4 separate regions of the Sus scrofa genome follow, and regions 1, 2 and 4 are each linked to region 3. The links are chromatin contacts, called in public HiChIP or PLAC-seq and promoter capture Hi-C maps. All regions are on one chromosome and are shown on one strand. The core of a region is the stretch at or near the end of the contact, and the rest is flanking DNA. Distances in the headings are between cores, read along the strand shown. Region 1 overlaps FGGY (FGGY carbohydrate kinase domain-containing protein). Region 2 has its middle 180 kb from the start of JUN. Region 3 holds the start of FGGY (FGGY carbohydrate kinase domain-containing protein). Region 4 has its middle 120 kb from the start of JUN.

Region 1 (2,700 bases), core at 7-2,506, 380 kb before region 3:
TTTTTTTTTTTGTTTTTAAATAAATCCAAAGACATAAATAGAGTTAAAGCTTCAGTAATCTTCTAGCACAAAGCCCCGTTGTGGGGGGTGGTATGGATATTCCAAAGCTCGAAAATGCCAAGAGGGATTCAGACTGGTGGTGTTAAGCCCCCAACGTAATCAGAAATTCCCTTTGAAACGTACAGTTGAAAAAAGAAAGAAAAAGAGAAAGAAAAGGAAGGCCTTTCAGAGGGCTAGCTCGCTGACTCCTCCCAGAATGGTCTGATCCCCTCGGCTGCTGAAGCAAGAGGTCAGATCCCCAGACGGAAAATTAATCTCTAAGAGTCGCTGGATAGAATTTCTAATTCACCAGTGCCAGGACACGCGGTCTGTTTCCAGCCAAGGAGGACAGGGCTGAGGCTTTAGCTTCCCTAGCCCACTGTACACAGTCAAGCCAAGCTGACACCACCCCCCAGGAGCCCACAGCATCCAACAGTCAAGTGGACACAGGGGTCTCACTGAGAGTCCCTGAACCCACCTTTCCCAACGGGTTCCATTTTGAAATACTGTGTGATTGTATTATTATTAGAGTTAATTAATAATTTTGGGTTATTGCCTTTGAAACCGGAGTCCAGTGCTTCTTAAGTTCAAATGAGACCCTCCAAGGCTGCCATGTGGTGGGGAAAGGGAGGGAGTGACACAGCAAAGAGGAGACACGGCTCAGCTTCTATCTGTTTGATACACTGGCCTTACAAATGGTCCACAACTTTACATTCTGTGAAAACCAGAACCTGATTCTTTCAGTGTAAAGATGAGGAAACTGAGGGCCAAAGAGGTTGACCTCTTGTCCTGGGTTATACATCGAGTTGTTCAGTCACTGAACCAACAAGTGAAGCTGGGGTATGTATCCTTGAAAAAAGAGTAACTGAGACTCACAAGGAACAGTCTGGGGTGGGGCCGGTATGAACACGGAAAGCTGTTTGCAGAGACAGGGCTAAGAGCTAAGTGGGGTTAGCTTGGATTTTACCGGCTAAGGGCTTCCAATCCACATTCCTCCAGTGCAGCACCGTTCCTTTCAGTGGCTGGCTTTTTGGGTAACCAGCCTTCTCAGGCAGCTCAGGGGGAATATGCAATCTCTGCCAACTTCACCTCCATGGTAATACAACACCTGCTCATGCCATACCTGCTACCAGTTACGGATAAGGGAGACTGGGATCCTTCCCGGAAGCTCACCCCCAGGTGGGGTAAGCCGACACTGAAACACCCTAGGGCAGCACTGCAGAGAAGCAGTGGTGAGGGGGTGCGTGTAGACGTGGGCCCACTGTGAGGAGTATCCCAAGGCAGCTTTACAGATGGGTTCCAGTATTATTCCAGTGAGCAGTCCACAGGCTCAAAACATGGCAGGAGTGTATCTTACTAGCTAGCTAACCTTGGGAAAGTACTTAACCTCTTTGTGATTTGGCCTCCTTATCTGTAAAGGCCTCCTTATCTGCAAAGCACAAGACAGATCAGGACCTCATGGGATTTTTGTGAGGATTAAGTGAGTTAATCCATAGTCATACACACAATGACTGCTGACACTTCCTGACTACCCTCTGTTATCGTTTCAGGAGCCCCTTGAAGAGAAGGGTCCCAGTCCCCACCACACCACAATATGCCAGATTCACTAAAGCTAGCGGCTTCCTCATCGTCTAAGCACTTGCTCGAATCTCCGCTTTAGGATTGTCTGTAATTTTCTCCTCCATCGATTTCTGTCTGTAGCCGTTAGTCCGCTTCCTAGGGTGAAAACAACTGCTGTCATCCAGTTATCTGAACCAGCCTGGCCTGTCCGGATCCCTCCTCATCAGAGATGCCGACAGCTGAAAGTGACATGGCCAACTTGGTAGGAGTTTCAGTCTGATCAACTCCATCCAACACCCAGGCTCCTCTGGCCAAAGTGTCAGCTGAGGGGGAGGGGGAGGGGAAGGGAGGTCAATTGTGAGGTGGGGTGAAGCAGTTGCTGGCTTCCCATCTCAGCGGCCTTGTCTCAGAAGGTGCCTTGTCAGTCCCCATGTCCCCAAACATGTAACACTCTACACAAAGGCACTCTGGTGAAACAGGATAACTTCCTAGGGGCATTTAAAGTGTTCCCTTTCAATTTCAGGGAGTCTTCAAAACTGTTGGAGATACATAATAAATCTTTGCTGTTACTCCCAGGCTTGAAATAATTTACAGGCTTTTTTTCTTCAGCAGGAAGCAGTGTTATCATTTAAGAAGCACTTAATGTTGTTCATTTTTTAAAAATGAGACTATTAGCTTATTACATAAAAAAAAAAAAAAAAAGATAGATAAGAGTCAGGGGATGTTGGGCAAAGGATGCTCCCAGGACTCCTGATCCAGTTTATAGCAATCTGTTTCTAGCTGACAATCCCTACTCCCCATCAAGTGTGGCCCTTACATACTAAGCTTTCTATTGTTACTCCCCAGTTGGGATCCTTCCTAGGACTTGAGTGGATATCTTTTTTGCCTGTGTTATTCTTCGGCTTTCATTACCAACTATCTGAAAAGTCCACTTCCTGCTGCTTCTCTGCTCTCCCTAAGTTAGCATTTCCATTTCAAGCCCTCCGTCTTATACAAAACCACACTTCTCTTTCTTGCTTGTAGCTGTTACCAGGGAGCAGCTTATGTAATGGTACTCTCTGGTTTCAGGTTGCTTCATTTTTATTCTTCTAGCCTGACTGT
Region 2 (2,762 bases), core at 116-2,615, 290 kb after region 3:
TAGGAGATGAGGTCAGGAGGATAGAGAAGAGCCAGTTTGTGTGGTTCAGAGAATATAGTTAGTCCTTCATGAAGAAGACTTAAAGGACAGAATGTGGAACAAGGCAGGGGTTTTACCACCATGAGTTAGAAGGGTGGTTTTCCTTGGGGAGTCAGCCTGGAGCAAAGGTAATATCCCCACCGTACCTCATCCCCGACTGTGTGGCCATGGGCAAGTGACTTACCTTCTCTGGACTTCAGCCTCCTTCTATATAAAGAGGAGGTTATACTACTCTTTATATAGAGCTGGAGTGAGGCTAGATACCAAGCACTGGCCCATCCCCATGTCCCTGTTAGAGAGTTAATAGAAAATTCCCCAGGGCTCCGTGGGGCATCCAGCATGCTCTTGAAACTAGTCATTAGAAGGACCTAGGCAATCACTTGCTTAATAAACAGATCACCTGTCCACCCAAACAGCGGCAGTTCTCTCTAAGCAGTACCCCCCAGAGTCTGTACACTTAAAACTAGTGGGTGGGTTCTGCAGTGGAGCTGGTTTAGAGGCAGTCTTTGAATATCCCAAAACAAGATTCCACACTTGGATGTGATTTCTAAAAATAGCCTCATGTTGTCGAGAGTAGTGCTTCTCAAACTTTCTGTGTATGCAAATCACTTGAGATCTGGTTAAAAGGCAGCTTCTGTTTCAGTAGGTCTAGGATGGGGCCTGAGAAACTGCTTTTCTTACAAGTTCCCAGAGGATGCAGGTCCATGGACCACACTTTAAGTAGCAAGGACCTAGAGCCAAGTGTCTTCCACAGCCCCGACAATGTTGAATCTGCCAGAGAAAGCAGCAGCCTGCTTCTAGTAATTTATTATTGAATTCTTTAGACAAAATAAATGTTCATAGAGTGGGTCCTATGCCCTAGGCACTAGGAAGCAAGGAGGATTTCAGTGGGACATGAGGCAGGGATTGCCCTCTCAGAATAGGTATCCTAGTAGCAGATAGCCAAATAAGCGAGTAAATAGGAAAGCCTGAGTGCCAGGCCTGAGTGTCCAGGGTGTTAAGGGAGCATAGAGCTGGAGAGGGTCAGAGAAGACCTTGTGAATGAGGGGACATTTAGGCAGAGAGAGCTAACTCTGAGAAGTCAGGGGTGGGGGTGTTAAGCAAGCAAAGGGAACAGCTTTGCCGAGAGCAAGGCTACCCAGAGAGAGAGAAGCACAACCTTGATTCAAATAGGGTCTGTCTGATCCAAGATTTGCTCTTGCTCGTATCTTCCATGCCACATGAATCAAGTCTTGCAAAAGAGAAGCTGCCACCTGTCCCTCCCCAGCGATGTCAGAACAGCTGGCCCCAGAGTGGAAAGATATCCGGGGAACAGAGGCCAAGGCATCACCTGACAGGCATGGCAATTACGAAATCTGCCTCTGCACCAAACACGTTGCACCATCAACACTGTCCAGGCTTTGCTTCAAGTGTCCTTCCTCCCGAAGACTCGTGACTGGGAAGTGAGATCACCCTCCAATCGCTGCTAAGAATAGCTCTTACTTTTTTTTTTAACCACAATGAACTTTGAAACTAGGGTGGTGGTGGCCAGTCACATCAGCTGGTTATCCCTTGGTTGAAGTTCACCAGAAAGCAAAAGTCCAGTGACCTGGGGGTTCCAGGATTCTATAAGGTGAAAGAAGACAGAAATTCACCTGAAACAAGCACCCTTTACATGGCAGAGAGGATACACACCTTCTTTCAAGTAAGAAGAGGTGGCTCAGAGAAACATGGTATGAAACTCTGAATGCATGTGACTTTGGGCAAGTCACATACCTCCGTCAATCTCAGTTTTCTCCTCCATTTAATTGGGGCTGAACATCTATCTACCTTACCTACCTTACAAACACAACATTCATAAAATACTTAGCTCAGTGACCAGTATATTGTAAGCACTCAGTATGTAAGAAGGAAAGAGATTCAGAAAAGTTAAGTGATTTCTCTAGTTTCCAAAGCAGTTAAGCGTAACTCAAATTTGAAATTAAGTCTCCTTGTGAAGCCCAGGACCTTTCTCCAATTTTCCCTTCTCTCCTTATGTTAGAATTTTACACTTTTCATTTGACTTTGTAGGGCTTCCCATTAGACTGAGCAAATACATTCTCCTGTCCAGTGATATTGGGCTTTATCATGGGCAAAGGAATGATGGGCAAAAGGGGGAAATGACGGCATGGCAGTTCTGGGCTGAAATTTTAAGAGGTATTACCTGTTTCATTACATTTTTGTCTGCTTACTTGCTCATTTACCATGCAAGGAGTAACCAGAGGCTACCTTTCACCCTAGCTCACAGGATGAGACAAATGCAACAGACCCACACCTGACCCACAGCCCCAGTTAAGCTGAAGCTGGAACCCAAGCTACCCAGCCAACCCACAAACCCAAGAGTGAGAAGAAAAAAATTTTTTATTTTATTTTATTTTTATTTTTTGCTTTTTTAGGGTCACCCCCATGGCATATGGAAGTTCCCAGGCTAGGGGTTGAATCAGAGCTATAGGTGCCAGCCTACACAGCCACAGCAACGTGGGATCTGAGCAGTGTCTGTGACCTACGCCACAGCTCAGGACAATGCCAGATCCTTAACCCACTGAGTGAGGCCAGGGATTGAACCCGTATCTTCATGGATCCTAATCAGGTTTGTTAACCACTGAGCCATAAAAGGAACTCCCAAGAAAAAATTCTTATAGTTGTAAGTGACTGAGTCTTGGGTGGCTTGTTACCTAGCATTATTGCAGCAATAGCTGACTCAT
Region 3 (2,700 bases), core at 148-2,647:
TAGGGAAAGGGAACCAGATTCCAGGAAAAGACAAGGCCCACAGAAAAAATTAACACAGCTTGGAAAAAGGCCCAGTCTCCTCCCAGTAAACTTCTCAGTTTCATCCAGAAAGACACAGATCTCCACTCTCTGGGTTATTCCCTTCTCCCAAAACTTCCAAATCCATCAGGGAGGCTCCCAATCTCCCTCCCCCTCAAAATCAATCTCCAGGCCCTCTCAGCCTCTCTGGTTCCTTAATCATCCTTAACAAGAGTTCGCTGGGCCTCCTCAGCTGGCCCCTCCAAGAGCCAGGCCTGTGGCCACTAGGTCAAAAGCCAAGCACAGGGCCTAATTAACAGGAGACTCCCAGAAGACCAGGAGGCAGTCAGCAGGCTGGAAGACCCAGCTGGCAACTTACAAAGCACAATTTCAGGATAGAAGGTGGATCACAGCAAAGAAGAGAAAAGCAAGCAAAACAAAACAAAGCAAAACTACCGTCTAACAGCCAGGAACTAAGAGAAAGCTTGCCTTCTTTCTTATGGATTCAAAAGCATAATCACTTCCTTCTGATATCACTTTAAAAATTAACCTAAGGATGACTGCTTTCCCAGATCTTGAAAATGACTTGACTCTTTACAAACGAAATTAGTTACAACATGAGAAGTGCTTTAGTGGAAAATAGCCAATGATTAGGGAAATGCCCCATTTTGCATGTTGTTCATCCTTAAAAAAAAAAAGGAAATTAATAAAAATGGAAAGATACCTCTAGGCCTTTCCTATGCAGTTTAACTATAGACAAAGAGCATTACACCATCTAAATTAAACTGCACCTCAAACATAATCACAAGCAGCACTAGCCTTAAAAGGCTTTAGGTGGCCAGCCTGGGATTAAAAGGCTCAAAAATGCCTAGGGAAACATTCTAAAATAAGATGTGGGGGGTGGGGAGAGGTGTGATAAAGATAGGAAATTAACCTAGTTAACTGGACAGTGAGGGCAAAGGACCCCAGGTTTCAGAAAGCTCCTAGGCAGTGTTGAGGGTGCAGTCAAGGCTGACCCTTCTCTTGAGTGGCCTGACGCCTCACCAAGGAGTGGACACTGGGGACTCAACAAGAGCCAAAGCACGACCAGCACTAAGACTTAAGCGGCCAGAGGAGGAAGAGGAGGCGCCGGCTGCGGGAAAAGGGAGGGAGGCTTCGGCCCAGCGCTCTCAGGCTAGAGAACCGGCTCGCTGTGAGCCTGAGCAACCGCTAAAGCCCCTGATGCACACGTGGGACCGAGAGGAGGATCACTTACTTGTCCAATCTGAAATTACATTTTTAGTTAACAGGGCTCTGCAGCTTACCGCACCGAGCCGCACCGCGCCTGGGCTGGGCGGTCCGGGAGGCGGCTGTGGCCCCTCCCCCTGCCCCGCCCCCTAAGGCCGCGGCCCCTGTAAAGCGCGCCCCGATTGGCTCTTTGAACCAGGCCCCGGATTGGTCGGTGCCTGCCCGCCGTCGCCTCGTGCTGTGCTGCGTCGGCTGGGAGCTAGGTCCGCAGCCTCCGCCCGGATCTTCCCGCTTTCCCGGATTTTCAAAGGCCCAAAGTGGCCGCTGCCCTCTCAGTGTCCTGCTCTGGGGGCTCTTCTCCAAGAACTCGCCCACGCAAACTCTCAGCAGCCTCTGGTGGGTGTGTGTGTCCAATGTGTATCATGTTAACTTCTCAACCATATACTGAGTACCCGAACTCTTGCAGACAGGTGTTAAAATAATTAATAATATTTATTGAATGCTTACTTTGTGCCAGGTCTTGCTCCTGATACTTCACGTGAATTTATTCATCTAGTTTTGTGACCCAACCCTCTGAAGAGGTGTCAGGCTTGTAAATCTGCAAAACAGATGGGTCCCAGCCTTCAAGGCAGTTACAAGCTGATGGGTCCCGGACACTCTATCTCACGTAATCTTCACGTCTTTATGTTTCCAGTAAGCTAGGTATCGTTTGTCCCTGTTTTGACGCTCTACAGATGCAGAGCGTCAGACACGTTTTTTAGCTTGTTTTGTGATACACAGTAAAAGGAAAGTAGATTCCAACGTGAGCTGAGCTGAGCCAGATCTTTTAAAAAGGCAGGTTCCTAGGCTGATGGGACTGAGATATGGAAGATAGTTTAACAAATCCAAACTCTTTATTTTCCTAGAAAAGGAGACTGAGGTGCAGTAAAAGGAAGTGGTTTTCAAAGGACACATCGGTTATGAGAGGTAAGCCTAGGTAATAACTGATTTCACTGAACGGGACTCTATGCCATGTGCATGAAAGTCACTCTACTTTCCTCATAACAACCCCAAATGCGTGCTTTTATCCTGGTCTTACAGGTGAGGATTCTGGCTCATTGAGGCCAGGGCCACATGATTAATTGCATCTGCTAGAAGTCCTAGTTTGGGGTTGCCAGAGAAAGAAAGTTTCCTCTATCCTTGTAGGTTTTTCTGGCTGGTCTAAGAATTGAATTGACATGTTGATTCATGTTAAGACATGTTAATGGGAGAAAATCAAATAATGTTTAATAACTTGTATACATAGGAGAAACCTAGAAAAACAGAGTCTCTCCGTAAAACCATCTTCAGCTAAAGACAAAAGAAGGAGGTTAGGGATAGTGGTTTGGGTCTTCAAAGAGGAGGAAGGCAATTCACATAGAGATGGAAAAGCAAATTTTGGTAAACAGATGTTTGTTGAGTCAAGCAGAGATAGTG
Region 4 (2,806 bases), core at 70-2,569, 350 kb after region 3:
GATCTAGATCTAAATGTCCATTCAATGCAACAGCAAGTCCACACAAGACGCATTTTTTTTTTTTTGGGCCATGCCCAGAGTATGGGAAACTTTCTGGGCTAGGGGTCAAACCCTTGCCACAGCAGTGACTTGAACCAGTGATAAGGCCAGATCCTTAACCACTAGGCCACCAGGGAACTCCCATGAGGCTGTTTTTAGTGTTAATTTCCATTTTACAGATAAGGGGCATGAGGCAGAGAGAACTTAAGTTTCTTACTCAAGCCCACAGCCAACAAGTAGTAAAGCCACGATTTGAGCCAGGGTTTGAGCCCAGGCAGTTGGGCTCCTAAGTCTGTACTTAACAACAACAGCGTACAGACCTTCCCAACATGCAAAAAAGTGTACAGTGTCTGCCTCTGAGAAGCACACTCCCTGGAGAAGAGAGACAGCCCACAAGGGTGTGTAGTCACATGCTACCCGCACCAGGAGAACAAAAGAGGGAGCGTTTGTTCTACTAGGGGAGGAGAGAGAGAATTAAGAAAGCAGCCTGAAGGAGGTGACTTTTATCATTTCCAGAGTTTTCCTTTGTTGAGGTGGGGAAGTTTGAGGTAGCTAAGGCTTAGGGAATATCATCACAGAGCTCCGGAGGCCAGGATACCAGGTATGAACAGTGTGTGACATGGCCTAGTTACTTAACTTCCAGGGGCCTCAGCTTCCTCACCTGTATAATGGGGATAATAACACCTGCCTTGTGAAGCTGTTTGAATACTAAATGAGATCATGTGCTCGCGACCCAGTGTTATTCCAATCTTTATTTACCTCTCATAAAACTATTTCCCTCAGTAAAAAATTTTAATTGAGCCCATTTTTTTTACACCCATGCTCCCAGTTGCATTAGTAATAATAATCCTAAGTGTCATTATTAGTCATTTGTAGTAACAATATAATTAATAATAATGTTAATTGGCATTGATTGAGGGCACTAAATACTTAATATGTATAATCTGTATCTATCTAATCGACTCCACAGAACCTATCTTAGAGATAGGTAGCATTATCCCCATTTTAGAGATGAGAATAATAAGGCTCAGAGAGATGAAGAAATTTACACGAAGGTCTCCTGGATAGGAAGTGGCAGAACTAGTATTCAGACCCGAGTCTGTCTGGCCCGAAAAATGTCCGACAGAGAATGCCCTGGGTTTGGAGTTCACGCCGGCCTTGGCCATGTCCCTCAGCCTCTTTCTCAGAAAGAAAACAAACATTCTAAGCGTTCTGCGTACACGTTGGAACAGGAACGCCCTGGAGAGGCAGGCTGAAGCAGGAAGATCTGTCCTTATTTGGAGGGTGGGGTTGGGGCCGTCCCTCAGCCTTGTCACCCAGCCTGGAGGTCCCGGCCAGAGCCGGACTGGAACTGGCACCGAGGTCGTCTTGGCGGGTCAGCGTGTGCCTTCTCCGGCTTCGGGTGGCTCTGGGCAGCCAGGGGCGACCGGCCCCCCGCAGGGACTGTCTGCCTGCCAGGGAGGCCGCTTGCTGGTGACCCAGCCCGTCCCCACGTGGGTGGCTCCCAGGCAGCAGCGAGTTAATCTGCTATCTGTTGGGAAGGCTTCCAGAACCCTCCTCCCAGCCCGTGTTTGCTCAGGGCTGGGCTCTTCAGAAACTGAAACCAGCGGGGCGCCAGGCCCCGCCAGCTCTCATGGGATCCTGCCTGGGTTTACCTTCTATGGGGAGGCCCGCGAGGGCTGGGCGGAGCGCGGTGTGCAGCCAGGCAGGGCCGGCGACGTGGCGACCGGGATCCCTCCCCTCCTCCCAGGAGTCACCCCGCCCCCACCCCGGGACCTGCTCCAGGCCCGGGGGGAAGCACGTGGGCTAACCAGCCACCAGGGGTGGCTGGAATCCTGGCCCAGCCCTGCACCCTCTGAGACATTGAATGCACCACTAAACCTCAGGAGTTTGGCTTTCTTTCACTATAAAATGGGGGTAAATAATACCTAGCCGCCAGAATCAGTAGCATCTGTACCTTAGTACCTCTGATCCAAAAGAAGGAGTTCCCCTCATGGCTCAGTGGATACGAATCTGACTAGCATCCATGAGAACACAGGTTTGATCCCTGGCCTTAGTGGGTTAAGGATTCTGGGTTGCAGTGAGCTGGGGTGTAGGTAGCAGCGCAGCTCGGATCTGGCGTTGCTGTGACAGTGGCATAGGCTGGCAGCTGTAGCTCAGATTCAACCCCTAGCTTGGGAACCTCCATATGCCATGGGTGCAGCCCTAGAAAGACAAAAAAAAAAACAAAAACAAACAAAAAAACCTCTACATATGGTCACTGTACTGGTGTGCTTATTATCAGTATGGCTGTTGGGTTGGGCAGCCTGCCTTGTGAGGTGGTAAGCTCCCATTACTCAAAGTGTCAAGCACAAGCTGAGTGAGATGGGGACAAAAAAGGAAAAATTAGGACAGAAAGGGACCCGTACTTGCCAGAGCCAGGTACTACTGACTTGGTCATCTCAGAATCACCTGGGAAGCTCACTCCATCTCAGATCCACTGAATCAAAACCCCTGGTGGCAAGTGTTTTAAAAGTACAGCTTTGCTTTCTTTTTAAAACCACTGATCTAGACCAATAATCCCAACATTGTTCCTCTTCAAAAGACCCTTATGTTCTTCCCTCCTACCCCATTGATTGCACAGTGGGAAAGATTTTATTGACCAAACTAGATTGGTTAACTCGCAATTAATTTATTTGCTTTCTACATAAATTATTAACCAAAGACCCAGAGTTCATCCAACAAATAGTCGTTCATTCAACAAATTTATTTGCTAAGCAACTGCTTG

The links. Promoter capture Hi-C pulls out the DNA fragments that hold promoters and counts their contacts. HiChIP or PLAC-seq counts read pairs in DNA pulled down with a chosen protein or histone mark.
Region 1: a contact with region 3 is called in an H3K27ac HiChIP or PLAC-seq map of skeletal muscle. The contact joins the enhancer-like site here to the promoter of FGGY in region 3. A contact is called at or near these places in 2 of 5 promoter capture datasets (fetal skeletal muscle and liver), 10 of 47 Hi-C or Micro-C datasets (brain, embryonic fibroblasts, fetal heart ventricle and 5 more) and 2 of 2 datasets of contacts at active chromatin or transcription factors (alveolar macrophages and skeletal muscle).
Region 2: an H3K27ac HiChIP or PLAC-seq map of alveolar macrophages shows a contact between it and region 3. The contact joins the enhancer-like site here to the promoter of FGGY in region 3. A contact is called at or near these places in 1 of 5 promoter capture datasets (liver), 5 of 47 Hi-C or Micro-C datasets (heart right ventricle, liver and skeletal muscle) and 2 of 2 datasets of contacts at active chromatin or transcription factors (alveolar macrophages and skeletal muscle).
Region 4: a promoter capture Hi-C map of liver shows a contact between it and region 3, with 6 times the contacts expected there. The contact joins the enhancer-like site here to the promoter of FGGY in region 3. A contact is called at or near these places in 1 of 5 promoter capture datasets (liver), 7 of 47 Hi-C or Micro-C datasets (heart right ventricle, liver, mesenteric adipose tissue and 2 more) and 2 of 2 datasets of contacts at active chromatin or transcription factors (alveolar macrophages and skeletal muscle).

Annotation. Positions count from the first base shown.
Region 1 is chr6:152,829,710-152,832,409 of Sscrofa11.1, forward strand. The region is part of intron 14 of FGGY (FGGY carbohydrate kinase domain-containing protein); the gene reads right to left. Among named protein-coding and RNA genes, the nearest start is that of HOOK1, 120 kb to the left of the region's middle. Within about 2 kb of position 1,257, at least 15 of the 83 cell types and tissues checked have an H3K27ac peak or open chromatin away from gene starts, as enhancers often do. A contact at or near this core is called in fetal skeletal muscle, retroperitoneal adipose tissue and skeletal muscle, where this site is marked.
Region 2 is chr6:153,504,091-153,506,852 of Sscrofa11.1, forward strand. No RefSeq gene overlaps it. Among named protein-coding and RNA genes, the nearest start is that of JUN, 180 kb to the right of the region's middle. Within about 2 kb of position 1,366, at least 23 of the 83 cell types and tissues checked have an H3K27ac peak or open chromatin away from gene starts, as enhancers often do. A contact at or near this core is called in alveolar macrophages, liver and skeletal muscle, where this site is marked.
Region 3 is chr6:153,211,782-153,214,481 of Sscrofa11.1, forward strand. It overlaps FGGY (FGGY carbohydrate kinase domain-containing protein), which reads right to left and starts at 1,398. Exons shown (of 16, transcript XM_021097811.1): 1 at 1,274-1,398. It overlaps LOC102165506 (a long non-coding RNA gene), which reads left to right and starts at 1,471. Exons shown (of 4, transcript XR_002345481.1): 1 at 1,471-1,641; 2 at 2,151-2,211.
Region 4 is chr6:153,561,107-153,563,912 of Sscrofa11.1, forward strand. No RefSeq gene overlaps it. Among named protein-coding and RNA genes, the nearest start is that of JUN, 120 kb to the right of the region's middle. Within about 2 kb of position 1,320, at least 76 of the 83 cell types and tissues checked have an H3K27ac peak or open chromatin away from gene starts, as enhancers often do. A contact at or near this core is called in alveolar macrophages, liver, mesenteric adipose tissue and 2 more, where this site is marked.